2 separate regions of the Mus musculus genome follow, and region 2 is linked to region 1. Evidence: chromatin contacts called from public Hi-C data. All regions are on one chromosome and are shown on one strand. Each heading gives the region's core, a stretch centred on a gene start, on an enhancer-like site or on the middle of the called end of the contact. The rest is flanking DNA. Distances are from core to core; before and after follow the strand shown.

Region 1 (6,985 bases), core at 1,765-4,264:
TTATAATAAAACACTAAAAGAGAGCTCATAGTTCCATACACCAGACTAACTCGGGAATAGGGTATGAGTATGGGTAAATGAGAACGCCAAAGCTCCAGGAGGCGAGTTTCCATGAAACTCTTTCTCATGAGTGCTTCCAGACTTTTCAGCTTGTCAAGCAGACTTGACTGGAGTGCATGGCAAAGAAGGATGTGGGGAGACCACCAAAATATTAAGATATTTGTGTCTTATATAGTTGCTCACCAAACCTAACATCAGCAGAGGATTTTAATAGCCAAATATATAGATTGTTCTGTGAGTGCTAATTCATCTCCTACTCCTCTATTATTGGCTCATGGGGCACATGAACATACTTGCCATGGTGCACATAAGTTCAACAGCATGAACTCCTTATTACCAAGGCTGTAACTCTGTGTCCTGATATCATGACATGCTGCAGTATGAGCTGCTAGAAGCTAGGTGATAGGTGGACTGTATCAGTTCACTTCTATAGTAAAGAATGGCAGTGATTTGTTCCCACTTTAAGAGATACTTCTTCTGGTGATGGATTTGCCTTTCCTGAAGGTCAATGATTCAGACAAAGTACAATTTTTTGGATTAATAAGAGCTTTTGTAGTATTCCACATATTGTTTCTGACCAAAGAACTCACTTCATATACATAAAGAAGTACAATGATGGGGTTATTAGTTACACTTCTATTGCTGTGATGAAATACCATGACCAGAAGTAACTTAAAAGAAATAAAGTTTATTTTTACTATGGTTGTAGAGAGCTACATCCAGAATGGCAGGGTTGGCATGGTATCAGACAGGCATGGCAGCAGGAACAGGGAGCTGGGAGCTCACATAGCAATCACACACAGGAAGCAGAGAGAAGCAGGAAATTGGGTGAGGCTGTAAGCCCTCAAATACCAGCCTTGAGATGTACTTCCTTCAGTAAGGCTGAACCTAGACATTCTATGATCTCTCCAAACTGCACCACCAGCTGTTGGTCCTTTTTGAAATGCACAAACCTATGAGGAACATTTCTCATTCAAACCACCATGTTCTCCATCAGCTTGAAGCAACTGATTTGAATAAATGGTAGGATGGCTTTTTTTTTTGTTCATTTGTTTTTTGTTTTGTTTGTTTGTTTGTTTTTGAGACAGGGTTTCTCTGTGTAGCCCTGGCTGTCCTGGAACTCACTTTGTAGACCAGGCTGGCCTTGACTCAGAAATCTGCCTGCCTCTGCCTCCCAAAAGTGCTGGGATTAAAGGCATGTGCCACCACCAACCAGCAAAATGGCTTTTTTTAAAGACATAGATACAGTGCAGGAAAATGAATAGGAACAGAAACTATACTGAGGTTCTCAGTTCTCCCTCAAGGTGGATCCTGTCTTCCAACATTTATATATGTACATTTATGTGGAAGTAACAGTGTAGATCCCAGGAAAGTAAAAAGGATCACATGATAAAGGGGAAAAGGTAATCTTTAGTGGAAGTAGAATGTCTGTGATGGAAAGGGGAATGATGGGAGTGTGAGGTGTAGGAGGTGTGGCCAGGACACAGAGGAGAGGAGTCAACACAAACTAAGGATGCTTGAAAACACCACATGGAAACATGAGTCCTGATAGGAAACAAACATAAAGTAAACAGTTTAAATAGACGAACCTCCAGTAGGTAGAAAAAGTTGTTAAGTAACTCCGAGTCTTGGGTTGTTTAATGAAAACCTGTGTCAGGGATGAGATTCTTCCTCGAGGGTTGTTGGTTAGGGAGTCTCACGGGAGGGGGCAAGACCTGTCTCTGCTACTGTTTGCTCACCAGGACTAGGTAGCAAAACCAGATTGCTGAAGATGCCCCATCTTTTGATCACAAGACATAGAAAACCAAGCTAGTACTTTGCTGGAAATCTCTTCCTTGTTGGCTATCTCTCCCAAAGCCAGAAGGTGCTATGCAGGCTGTTGGGGGAGAATTGTTATTCACACTCTTACTTAGCTGTGGACCCTGTGCACAACAATACTGACAGACTAGATAAGATAAACCCACCAGTACAATAGTGGTTGGGGTTAGGTTTTGTGTCAACCACCAGGAAGGAATTCACAGTTAAAGGCCTGTGGTTGGGAGGTTATGTTTCCCAATAGGGAAGTACTGCAGTTGCTGTGCTAGATGGACATGATGTTCCCATTAAGCTGAGTCCTAATAACTGTTTATGTTCAGGGGATAGGAGTTATCTGCTTGGGTCAGCGAGATTTCTTTCCACACTGGTCAGTGGTGTCTGAAGAGATACAACTGCTCAATGTACTCAAAACAAGTGACCACTTATTTATTGTCCAGCAATAAATGAGACATCTATTAAGTCACATACAAGACTCAGTGAGTATCACAGAAAGAGGGTGGGAAGAATCTCTGAGATGGAGGAAGGGTGTTGGTGATGTTGGTGATGCTGGTCGGGTGATGACTTCTGGGAAAGATATGACTGCTGCACTCTTTGACTCACCATAGCTATGATTACATATGCCAGACGAGTATAACATTAGTCCTGTACGGTCAATATTCTATATAGGGAACAAGAGATACTTGTTGATCACACCCCTTTCTGAGGGTTTATTTATGGTAGTTGGTGGATGATAGGGAAAGGAGACAACTCTTCTTCAGGTATAAATGTTGGCAAGGAGCTCATGACCCTGTAAAGAAACCTTAATGAAATTCTCTGGGTTGTTAAAAGAAAACAAAATTGAGACCTAGAAGTAGAGGAGTGGCTAGTTTGGAAGAGAAGGAGCATTGTTGGGAGTAGAAGGAGACAGAAGAGGATAGTAGGGCTGAATAGGATCAAAGTTCATTATGCACACATGAAAATATAATAACTTCCATCCTCTGTAATTGATTTATGTTAATAAGAACATATCTCTGGTTCTACCTTGAAAAAAGATGCAGTTATATAGCTAGCAAGCTGGCAGCAGGCTGGAATTCTGAGGTTTCTAGAAGGTCCATTGTGATCAAATCAGTGCCCAATATATGGTTTCTCCCATTACTCAGGCTTCACAGGTCCAGGATGGAGATGTGGAAATGGAAAAGGTACCTCATCAGCATCGCCATTGAGCCACCAGCTAAACTTTTGCTTTATGACCCAAAAGCTTATGCTCTGTTGGCCTAGAAGTTTTGACCCCAGAAGTGGGGGTGCTTTGGTCTGGAGATATCCCACTGAACTGGAAGCTAAGACTACTCTCTATCCACATTGGAAGCAACCATAGAGTTAGGAGGGGTGGTTGACCCAGACCAAATGAAATTGAACTCTTTCCCTACAATGGAGGTAAGGAACATCATATCAAACACAAGAGATCTGCACTGTGATTAAAGCCAAGGGAAACTACAACAACTCAACCCAGGTAGGATGATACATAACCCAGACCCTTCAAGAGTGAAGGCATTGGTCACTTCTCCAAGTAAAGGACCAAGAATGCCCGATGTGCTTGCTGAGGGTGGAGGGACTAAGGAATCGGTGTAGAAGATAGTTATAACTCCAGGTAAGGCTACGAAATCTGTTATAGAAATGGGGATTGTTAGTGCCAAGAATGTTTCTGTCCCAATTGTGTTCAGACTATGTTTGAGTAGATAGATGCATTTATTAAGAAAATATCTGTATTTTTATTCCTTTTGTGTTCCTTTATCCAGTAATGTAATGACTGAGATGCTATCAGTCGTTAAATGTTCTTAAATTTATCTTGTCATAGTTAAGGCATAGGACAATAAAAGACCACATTCCTCCAGGGACCTTGCCAATTTTCTGAGGAAAATACAGTGCATTTTCACTGGTAGTGAGATAACTATATAGCATTGGTCTCAAGTCAGAAACACGTTTTGAAGAAGCTCCTCCCCTAGAGTGGGTAGCCCTTCTCAGTGGTAACCACCTACATAAAAGAAGTCTTCTGGGGGAAACTCTGCTGTTTGCTGGCCTGCTTCACTTCCTGCTGCTGGTGAGGGTGTTAATCCTTGCTGCAGCTGTGCATCCTCACTGACATCAGACTCCAGTGTCTCCGGGATCCAGTGGACATTGAAGATCGGTAGCTCTCCAGGAGTCTTCAAAGCACCAGGTTTGGAAGTGCTGAGGCTTCTGACTTTGTAACCTGAACAACTCCCAGGTTCCAGCCATTGTTGGACTGGGCTGTGTGGACCCATCCAGCACACTGTAAGTCATTCTTGGAAGCCCTCTCTTAGATACACACTCTATGTGTTCTTTTCCTTGGAGAACCTTATCTAAACAATCTGTTGATCTGTTGTTTTCCCCAACCCCCCAGCAATGCTGGGCACCCAGCACTTCATCAGCTATCATTTTCTCTCTCAATCTTTTCTGCATAGCTCAGTGGGGCCTGCTGTAGAAAAAAGATAAAGAACAATGCTATATGACCCTTGGTTTGAGAGAGTAAGTGGGTTATATTTCAACCCAGGTCCTGGGGCTCTGGGAGGCCCAATGATTCATTAAAGTTCCTCCCAGACTTCTTGTCTGTCATATTGCCTCTTTCCCATAATCATTTACAACAAGAAATCAAATTCTGCCTTTTGTTATATATCATATTAATCTCTTCATAATCTTTCTACTTCTTATTCTTAATGGAAGCATAAGACTTCTTAGAGAGGCCAGTTTTGTGTTTTCTGAGAGGATATGTCCATAAAACTTCTCCTTTGCCCCACATTACTGAATGACAAATCAGCCAGTGTTAGCCTTGAGTTTTGTTTTTCAGCAGGTGATAACAGGAGATGGAGAAGTCAGAGGGAAGAAAGTCTGTTTCCCAGGCCAGAGTGGAGAATGGCATGGAGAACCCAGGTCTCGAGCTCATGGTAATTCAGTATGGTGGCTGCTGTGTGGCTCTGGTTGCTTTCTCAGTCTCTAGATCCCCTGAGAGGACTGCATGGCTTATCTCATATTTACCTGTGCTTGTAGGAAGGTGGAAATCTTGCGCAAAGAAACACACTAGAGGAAGTGACACAGGGACTCAGCCTGGAGGATGGCTTGGGTCATTCCTCTCTCTGGAGGTAAGGGTGCTCTGGATTCCAGCTTAGTTATCAACCAAGAACCTGTGGGTGGGGGGCAGGGAAGAAAAGTGCCTGAGAACAGATCAAAGCTACTCATTCTTAGATTGCTTAACTCACAGTCAGGACCAGGATCACTGCATGTTACTACATAAGCATGTGTATTTTATAGAATTAACTGAATGTCAGCCCATGACTTAGACAATCCCATCAGTGCCTGCCGGGGCAACACTAAGAAAAGAATAGCAAAGGCAACAACATTCAATGGATAACATTGATTGAGCACTACTTTGATGAACAGAGTACATTTTTGTAGACACAAAATGTCGTCCTTTTGTTAGCAGTTTAACAGTTAATAATGTAAATTCTATGGTCAGTCTGCTTAGAGCCATAGCTGAACTTGGCCCAGGAATGTCCTGGTTCGTTTGTTTTGTTTTGTTTTTCTTGTTTGGGTTTGGATCTTTGCTGTTCTCTTCTTTTTCTTTCTTCTCTTTGCTTTTTGATAAAATGTTACTAAGCAGTTATAGCTGGCTTGGTACTCATTTATAAGCTAGGGTGCCCCGTTGGATTTACTGATATGCTCTTGCCTCAAACTCCTGAGGGCTGGGATTAAATTCTTGCTGTTAAGTACATGAGTGGAATTTCATGCTAGTCTAGTATTACACAACTGTCAACTCTGTACCTTGAAGGCTGATACAGGAAGATGAGTTCTGGTCTTAATGAGTGTAAGAATAGCCTGGATGCTCTTTCACCCCTCACCCCCCATCAAAGTTACTTTTTCCTCTTTAAGCATAATTTAGACATGAATGTTATTGATATTTTTTGCTTACCTGCCAAGGATGATTACCACTTGGCACACTAGTGTGCTGATCTGAGACCTCCACCATCCCACACAGCAGGACTAATGATCCTCAAGGGCTTGAACTCTTTATTTTTGTATGTGAGTGCACTGTCGCTTCTTCAGACACAACAGAAGATGGCATCAGATCCCATTATAGATGAGTGTGAGTCACCATGTGGTTCCTGGAATTGAACTCAGGACCTTTGGAAGAGTAATCAGTGCTCTTATCCACTGAGCCATCTCTCCAGCCCACGTTTGAACTCTTTAAATTCTTGTAGAGCTTCCCACTTCCCACTCAGGCTTATTCTCCTCTCCTTCTGAACATGCCTTGCTCGTCATCCACTGCGATAGGTGCGGGACTTATGCCCTCAGTCTCCTGTTCCTCAGTTATTCAAATAGCACCTATAATTTTCCTTGCAAAAGAAATAAACCCAAGGGCTCAGCCTGAAATGGGCATGGGCATAGTCATGAGATAGAATCGCTTTCCTTGGAAAACTCCACTGCCTGTCAGAACAAATGCTACCTCCAACTTGAGGAGAGATGAGTTCTGCGGGAAGAAGCTGAGGGCAGGTTAGAAAACCCACTGTGTAGGTTCTTCATGTCTGCCTGTCCATGTACTTATTTATGTATCTATATATCAATGTATCTATGTGTTTATCTATGTGTCTATCTATATATCTATGTATTTATGTATATATGTATCTGTTATTTATGTACCTATGTATTTATGTATATATCTATTGATGTATATATGTATCTATCATCTATGTATCTATCTATGTATCTATTTATCCATATATCTATCTATCTATTGGGACATTCTTATTCTGTCACTTAGGCTGGCCTCAAATCTCTTCTGGGCTCAGCTGGGCATACAGCTGTGACTCACCACACCTAGCTTGGTACTTTGTTTCTTTAGATTTTTGGTATTGCTCCTCCACAACACAGTAAAGATCAAATACTGGCTATCTTCTGTGAGGGCTGTATCAAGCAAAGGTGTGGGTGTTTTGTGGAGGAAAGTCCTCTCCCAGACAACACATCTACGGAGACTCGGTAGTGGCTATGTTCTGGTTTAGGTCCTTTCTCATTGTATTTAGAGTGAGATGCTTTAAAACTAGCTATTTCCAGCTCCTCATAG
Region 2 (6,985 bases), core at 2,294-4,793, 74 kb after region 1:
TTGTCTTTTAGCCAAGTTTATGGTGAGAAAGAACAGAAATATGTAAAAAGAGAAATTTAGCCAAGAAAGATATTTGAGCCCAGTTAAAGTTGTGAGCAAAGTTCTCACGACAAAGGAGCCACAGTAGTTAAAGGAATAAGCAGGGTTAAGGAGAAGCCTTACTCTCTGCATTGAGACACTAGGAAAGGCCTGCTGAGGGCAAAGGCCTACCCAACCAAAGGCTTTAGGGTATGAAAATGGAGATTCACGTGAAAAAGAATGCTTAAACAAAGAGTATTCATGCAAGGGTTTCCTAATTCAAAACAGCTTCTGAGGAAAGTTTGTCCCTAGATTTGGCTACCAACTACACAGGTCACTATAGTTGTGGTGAGAGAGGCCAGGGTAGATCTGTGCTAGCTGCAAAACTTGATGTTACTGTTCATGTGGTACTGGGTTTTTAGGCATGCGAGATACAAGAGTTGGTACAGCCTTTATGGAGGCCTTTACCAAGGTTCAAGGGCTACCCACACCCACTGGACTCCAGATGAGGTCACCAGAGTCCTGGATGGTGGACAATGCAGGGTTTGGAGTTTCCCACACTAGGTTTCAGTCTCTGGTCGGCGGTTATCTGTTATTTCTCTACTCTTTCCTTTGGGAATGGGAATGTTTATTCTGTGCCATTTTATGTTGGAATTACGTAATTTCGTTCCCGACTTTACAGGTACTCAACGTAAAGAGATTGCTTCGCATCTCAGAAAAGACTTTGGGCTTCTAGACAGTGTTGGAGCTTTAAGACCTTAAAGACTTTGGAATTGGATTTGAATGCATTTTCACCATGAGATGGCAATGAGCCTGTTGGGGCCCAGGGTTAGGATCCTATGGTTTGAGTGTGAAATGTCTCCTGTGGGCTTATTTTAAATAAACACTTGTTTCTAGCTGGTAGTGATATTTCAGAAGGTTGTGGAACCTTCTGGACATGGGGTCTAGATGGCCCAGGAGAGGATCAGATCTGGCTCCAGTTTCAGCCTGAGCTCGCTGGCCAATCACTAAGTTATGAGCAAGTTGCCTTCTCTCCCGCTGCAGTGGACAGGGCTGTCCTCACTGCTGTGATCACTGCTGTACTTTTCTCATCCTGAGACTGGTTAAAACAAGTGGCCCTTCCCCTAAGTCACTTCTGTCTGGTATTTTGTCCTACCACTAAAAATATATTCTTTTTTTTCCTTTCATAAATTTTTATTATTTAAATGTATTTTATATACCAAACATTAATAATATTATTTTGAGAATCAAATAATGCATAAACATTTGTTCAACTTTTATATTCATATCTTTTCATATCCTAAAAATATCATTAATGAATATTGAATACTATCCATAACTGAGGATCCTATACCTAATGTTGAATATTAAATTGTTTCAAAACATACAAAATATTCTTTGGGAATTAAGCATAGTAAAAAATGAATGGCCCTTCCCTTAAGTTGCTTCTGTCTGGTATTTTGTCCTACCACTAAAAAAAAAATATTCTTGATGAAGCAAAATGAAACTAAATTTAATGTATAAACTCCTAGAACAAAAACAAATGGAAGTGGAAATATCCTAATATTCAAATAAGTTTTGTGCTCTAGATAATAGCATTATACTGCGGTTGACCTCTTGTTCTTGATGGTGATACTTATATAAGATGCTAGCATTAGACAAAGCTATGAGGAAATGATAAGTTGTTTCTGTAACATTTCCTTAAGCCTGAAATTAGTTAAAAATAAATTGGCTTTGGATTGTTTGAAACAAGGTTTCCTGTGTAGCTCATGCTGGCCTGAAGCACAAGATCTTCCTTTATATGTATGCACCACCATATCTCGCTTCAAAGATCAATCTTAGAGCCACAAGAACTAAAACAATTAACATTATGTGTACCATTATCGGTGCATAGAAAGTACAGCACTACCTAGAAGGAATTTGTGTGTGTGTGTGTGTGTGTGTGTGTGTGTGTGTGTGTGTGCATGGATGTACAATTATGCATGCCTAGATATGTGCAGAGGCAAAAGGAGCTCAGGTGTCCCGCTCAATCTCTCTGCCTCATTTCCTCTAGAAAGGACCTCTCACTGAACCTAGTGTTCCCATTTTCCCCTGGATTCTGGCTGGCTAGTGAAGAAACTAGATTGTTTATGCTCATAATCACACCCATCTTTTACATGGGTCCTAGGGATCTGAACTTAGGTCCTCATGTTTGAACACCAAACACTATCCACTGAGACATCTCCCTACCCAGGGAGATCTTGAGAATCATAATCAGAAGGGTCTGGAGAGTTGGTTTAATGTTTAAGAACACTTGTTACCTTTCCAGAGGACTCAGGTATGATTCCCAGCACCCACATGTTACATGAAGGAGGGCTGAGGGGAGACAATCTTCTCTGTACCTCCAGTCCTAGGGGATCGTAAGCACAGACATGCTGTGGTGCACAGACATATATGCAGGCAAAATATTCATACACATAAAATACTTTTTAAAAAAATTATTTTTACCTCTAGTGCAAATATTGCATGTATAAGATAAAACAGATGAATAAAGTAACATCTCTAATACCAGAAGAGGGTCTTGGTGTTGGACTCTCACTCTATCAATAAATCAATTCAAACAGAAGTAAAATGGGGGGGGGGGTGATACTGCACTAGACTGAGAGATGCACAAAACTTCCAAGACTTAAAAGAATCTCAAGAGATGTAACTAAGTTAAATGAGTAACTTTTTGTTATTAATTTTGACTCTACAGGATAATTACAGTTTTTTCTTAGGTAATAGAAGAAATTAGCATTTTGGATATTGAATGACATTAAGGAATTAAGGACAAGATATGGCATTGTGATTATGCAAAAAAACCTATTTGCATAGTTCTCTTTTTCTTGTTTTGAGATGAGGTCTCATTGTGAAAGTTGACGTTGATCTAGTGGTCCTTCGGCATTGGCTTCCCAAGTGCTTGGAGTACAGCTGAGTGCCATCACACTCTGCTTATTCACATATTTCTTTTGAGATGCACATTGAATTATTTAGAGGTGACATATGTGACATGATCTCTGAGTTTGATTTAAAATTCTCTAGCCATATGACATGAAAGAGTAGACAGGATAAAACTAATGCACAGAGAGAAACTGGGAGCTGGGCACCTGGACTCCCCCCTTTTGCATTTGCCTGGAAAGTTTTATAATAAAAAAAATCTTAAATGGTTTGAAAAAGAATTATACTATGGTAAAATGAAGAAAACCATTAGGGGTAACAGAATACAGGAACAGCAGAGGAATAGGGCAGCTACTGTCCCTTGGGCTGAGAAAGGATTTCGAAAGAAGTAACCAATTTGGAAGTGCATCCATCTCTCTTACTGATAGCTAGGTTTTCTAGCAGAATAGAGGACTGGCCTACACCATTGACTGATGAAGTTTGTCCCCTTGCTCTGCCTGCAGGGCTATCAAGTGGGAAATTGAAGGCTGGAGTTCTGGGAAGCAGCTCATTGGGTTCTGAAAGAACTAACAGGAGAGGCTCAGTGGGGTGCCGCTGAGACTTCTTGGTAGGCAGCACCCCCTAGTGTGCCAGTACTGAAGGGAGGAGAGGGAGGGAGGGACAGAAGCCTTCAAGCTTACTTGTTAAGAGTTTATCTCTTCAGTGAAGCGTCTCCTAGACAGACTCTTCCTTTTCTTCCCATAAACTTCCCAGGATGTAACACCTCAATATCATGGTCAGTTATTCATCTACTCCTTCCTTGCTTAAAGTGCATTTTAAATAACAGAACTAGACGTTGCAGGTATCCTAGTTAGATGTGATTGAATGAACATCTTTTTGTTTCTGCTGCCTGTCCCACACCCTCTAAAATGACAATTATGTCAAACTGTACAAACACACAAGGACAAAGACACTGGGCAAAATGAAAACAGCGACCACCTTCTGAAAGCCATGGAGCAGATGCAAGAGTGGAATCTGACTTAGTGGAGTGGTGTGGGGCATTGGGCTCTGCACAGACAGGCTGGCCTCCAGTTGAGCTGAGGTCTGAACCCCGGAAATAGTGATAATTCACCTATGTGACACAGTAGGCGTTCCCTTATGCTCCTGGAACTCTGGCCCCTGCCTAAGTTGCCTCCCCCCAACCCCCAAACACACAAGAGAAGTATGGCTAGAAGTCACGTAGGCAATGGCTCAAGCTTCTGACCTTCAGGCTAAACTCCTCCCCAGTTACCTAGCAACAGTGAAGACCATAAAAAGGGCTGCTCAGCCCCACCTTGCTCTCTTACTTGTCTCTCACCCCTTTGTTTTCTTACCTCTCACTTCTCTCACTCCTCTCTCCTCTTTCCTCTCTCTTTGTCTTCTCCTCTCCTCTCCTCTCCTCTCCTCTCCTCTCCTCTCCTCTCCTCTCCTCTCCTCTCCTCTCCTCTCCTCTCCTCTCCTCTGCTCCCCCCTCTCTCTTCCTCTCTAGCCCCCTCCCTTCTCTTTTTTCCCCTGAATTTCTATAATAAAGCTCTAAAACCATAGAGAGTCTCTTCTCATCAAGATCCACTGTGCGCACACTCGCAGATGTTGGGAACCTCTTCCCTCATACCTCTCTCCTATAACTTTGGGACTTTAGCAAGGTAGCTCTGGGAATCCCAGGTAGGGCTGTCCCTTAGCCACCCCCCGAAGAATGGGCTAGAGGATGCCCACCCAGGAATGAGCAGAAGATGTATGGCAGTCCTCCCATGCCTGACTGACCAGAGAATAGGTGGAACTCTGGAGGGGCGTGGGTCTTTCTCCCTTCCCCCACTTCCCCAGGGCCCCCTTTTTAGTTCCCAACAGAATGGTAACCAGTAAACCATCAGTGAGGGAAGCGCAAGTGATGGGGCACTAGAAACCTCTGAATGGATAAAAGTGTCTGAGATAAAAATACAAGTCACAGTGGTGGGCAGGGTTGCTGTATTCACAGTGAAAATTCTGTGAAAGTCAATATGAAACATAGATGTCTTCTCTCCTTTCTCCAATTTGTTGTGGTAAATATTTAATATTAATTGAGAGTTTCTACCCATTAGTTCCCAGATAAAAGACACAAAACCTTTTTTACTTATGATAAGCCTTTAAAGCACTAGAGCTAGAACTAGAGGGCAGATATCTACCCTCTTAGCTATTAGCATCTACTCTCCTCTCAATAACCCCAAGTTATTTAATTTGCCATGTTCCAATTATTAACTTCAATTGGGTAGCCCTCATGGCCATGTTTTCATGACTCACCTACTCCATCTTCTCTCCACTCTCTTGCGGTCTCCTGCATTGGACTCCAAGCCCAGGAACCAAACCCTGCCCGTCTTCTGTCCAGTTATAGACTGTAGGCATCTTTATTCACCAATAAGTGATAACTTGGGGGAAGGGCAAGGTTACATAGCATCACTTGGTCTGCATGAGAATCTCCTCATCCTCAAGGCAGCCAGGACCAGTGTTTAGCCATGGCCAGCCTCTCTTTTTCTACCTTTTCTCCTTCCCCCTGCCTTTCTACAATAAAGCTCTAAAACCATAGACTGTCTCTGCTCATCAAGGCCCGTCATGCTTGAACGATGGGATAGGCTTTCCCCTAAGGAGCCCCATCTAACCTCCCGCTGGAAGGCCTTCCTGTGCTCCAGCCAGGAACTGGACCAAGGACTCTTGCCAGTGTGAGAACCATCCAGTGCTGCCCTCTCCCCCTGTTCTCTCCTCCTTTCTGCCCAGGAGCTGACCGAGCCGCCCCCAGGTACTCAATTTGTTCTTGGCTATTCCGTGATATCCAGCATGGGATGCTGGAGGCTGAGAACCTGGTACCTAGGGCTGCCCCCTTGTCCACCCCCAAGGGCTGGGTCCATAGTTTCCCACATGGCAGCACACGGGTTATCTCCCACTTCCTCTTTCCCCCACACCCACTGCCCCGCAGGCAGCCAGACTCACCTCTTCAGACATTCCCCACTGGAAAACTCATTAGCCTGAACTGGAGAAGCCTCCAAGTTTAAGGAACTCTTCAGACTTAGGCGGCCTCAGCCTCCCTCCTATCCTGTACCATCCCTGTTGTGGGTCTCAGAGTTTTTCCACAGTTTTATTTTATTGTGTTAAGATCACTCAAGGTGAAATGTCCACACAAAGTTCAAAACCTTTTATGGTGAGACAGTTTCATATGTGAACATGATGAATTTTAGTTATTACCACCAGCTATCCTTTCTTTCATCCGTCTGTCTGTTTGTCTGTCTGTCCGTCTGCCTCTCTTTTTCACTGGACCCTTTCTTCTTAGAAAGTCTCCATCTTGATTTTGTGTCTTTCTGTGTGTGACCCAGTAAGTTCGGTTAGTTTATTATTGCCTGAGTATGGGCAGGAGGTTACCTAATAGAACTTAACAAGCAACTTAACAGTGGTGACACCACAGAATGTTGACACCCCTCCCCCCAGAACTGTGAACCACTAATCAGAATATAGGGGATGGGAGGGGCTTCATGGCTCCTCCCCCATCCTTGATGAAATGTTGAGGGCTCTGATCTTTCGCAGATAACCACAGCCGCAATGAGTCAGGCATGTAATGGCTCTGGCATGCTTTTTCATTTAGGGCTAAGAACTCCATCGTCATTTACTGTAGACACTTGGGCCAGCTATTTCTGCATTAACTGCCATCCGCAGTAAAAAAAATCACTGATGAAGACTGGGTGAGACACTAATATATATGTATACACGTGAGTATTTTTGACACCATAACTGAGCTTTTTGACAGCATAACTGAGCACTGAGCAAAACAATGGTCGTAGGTTCCTCTTAGGGTCTATGGGCTCCATTAGCCACGGTATCTTCACCAATTTATCTAATCAGACACGAGTTCTTATCTGCGGAGCAGGTCTCAAACCGAATCAGAAAGTGATTGGTTACTACCATAACAGCCATGCCACATCTTGCCTGAAGGTTGCTCACTATTGTTGTCTACATGATTCACAGGGGGATAAGACCGTTGATCTCTTTTATATACCAGGAGCCAATACATTTT

The links. Hi-C and Micro-C count contacts between places; a contact is called where the count stands out from the background.
Region 2: a Hi-C map of bone marrow-derived macrophages shows a contact between it and region 1, with 35 read pairs. The contact joins the enhancer-like site here to the promoter of Slc28a2b in region 1. A contact is called at or near these places in 1 of 484 Hi-C or Micro-C datasets (bone marrow-derived macrophages), 1 of 115 datasets of contacts at active chromatin or transcription factors (CD8 T cells) and 2 of 9 other capture datasets (adipose tissue and macrophages).

Annotation. Positions count from the first base shown.
Region 1 is chr2:122,481,927-122,488,911 of GRCm38.p6, forward strand. It overlaps Slc28a2b (solute carrier family 28 member 2b), which reads left to right and starts at 3,015. Exons shown (of 18, transcript NM_001085518.1): 1 at 3,015-4,164; 2 at 4,718-4,814; 3 at 4,918-5,009. The coding sequence starts at 4,734.
Region 2 is chr2:122,554,973-122,561,957 of GRCm38.p6, forward strand. No RefSeq gene overlaps it. Among named protein-coding and RNA genes, the nearest start is that of Gm34325, 11 kb to the right of the region's middle. Within about 2 kb of position 3,544, at least 2 of the 459 cell types and tissues checked have an H3K27ac peak or open chromatin away from gene starts, as enhancers often do. A contact at or near this core is called in bone marrow-derived macrophages, where this site is marked.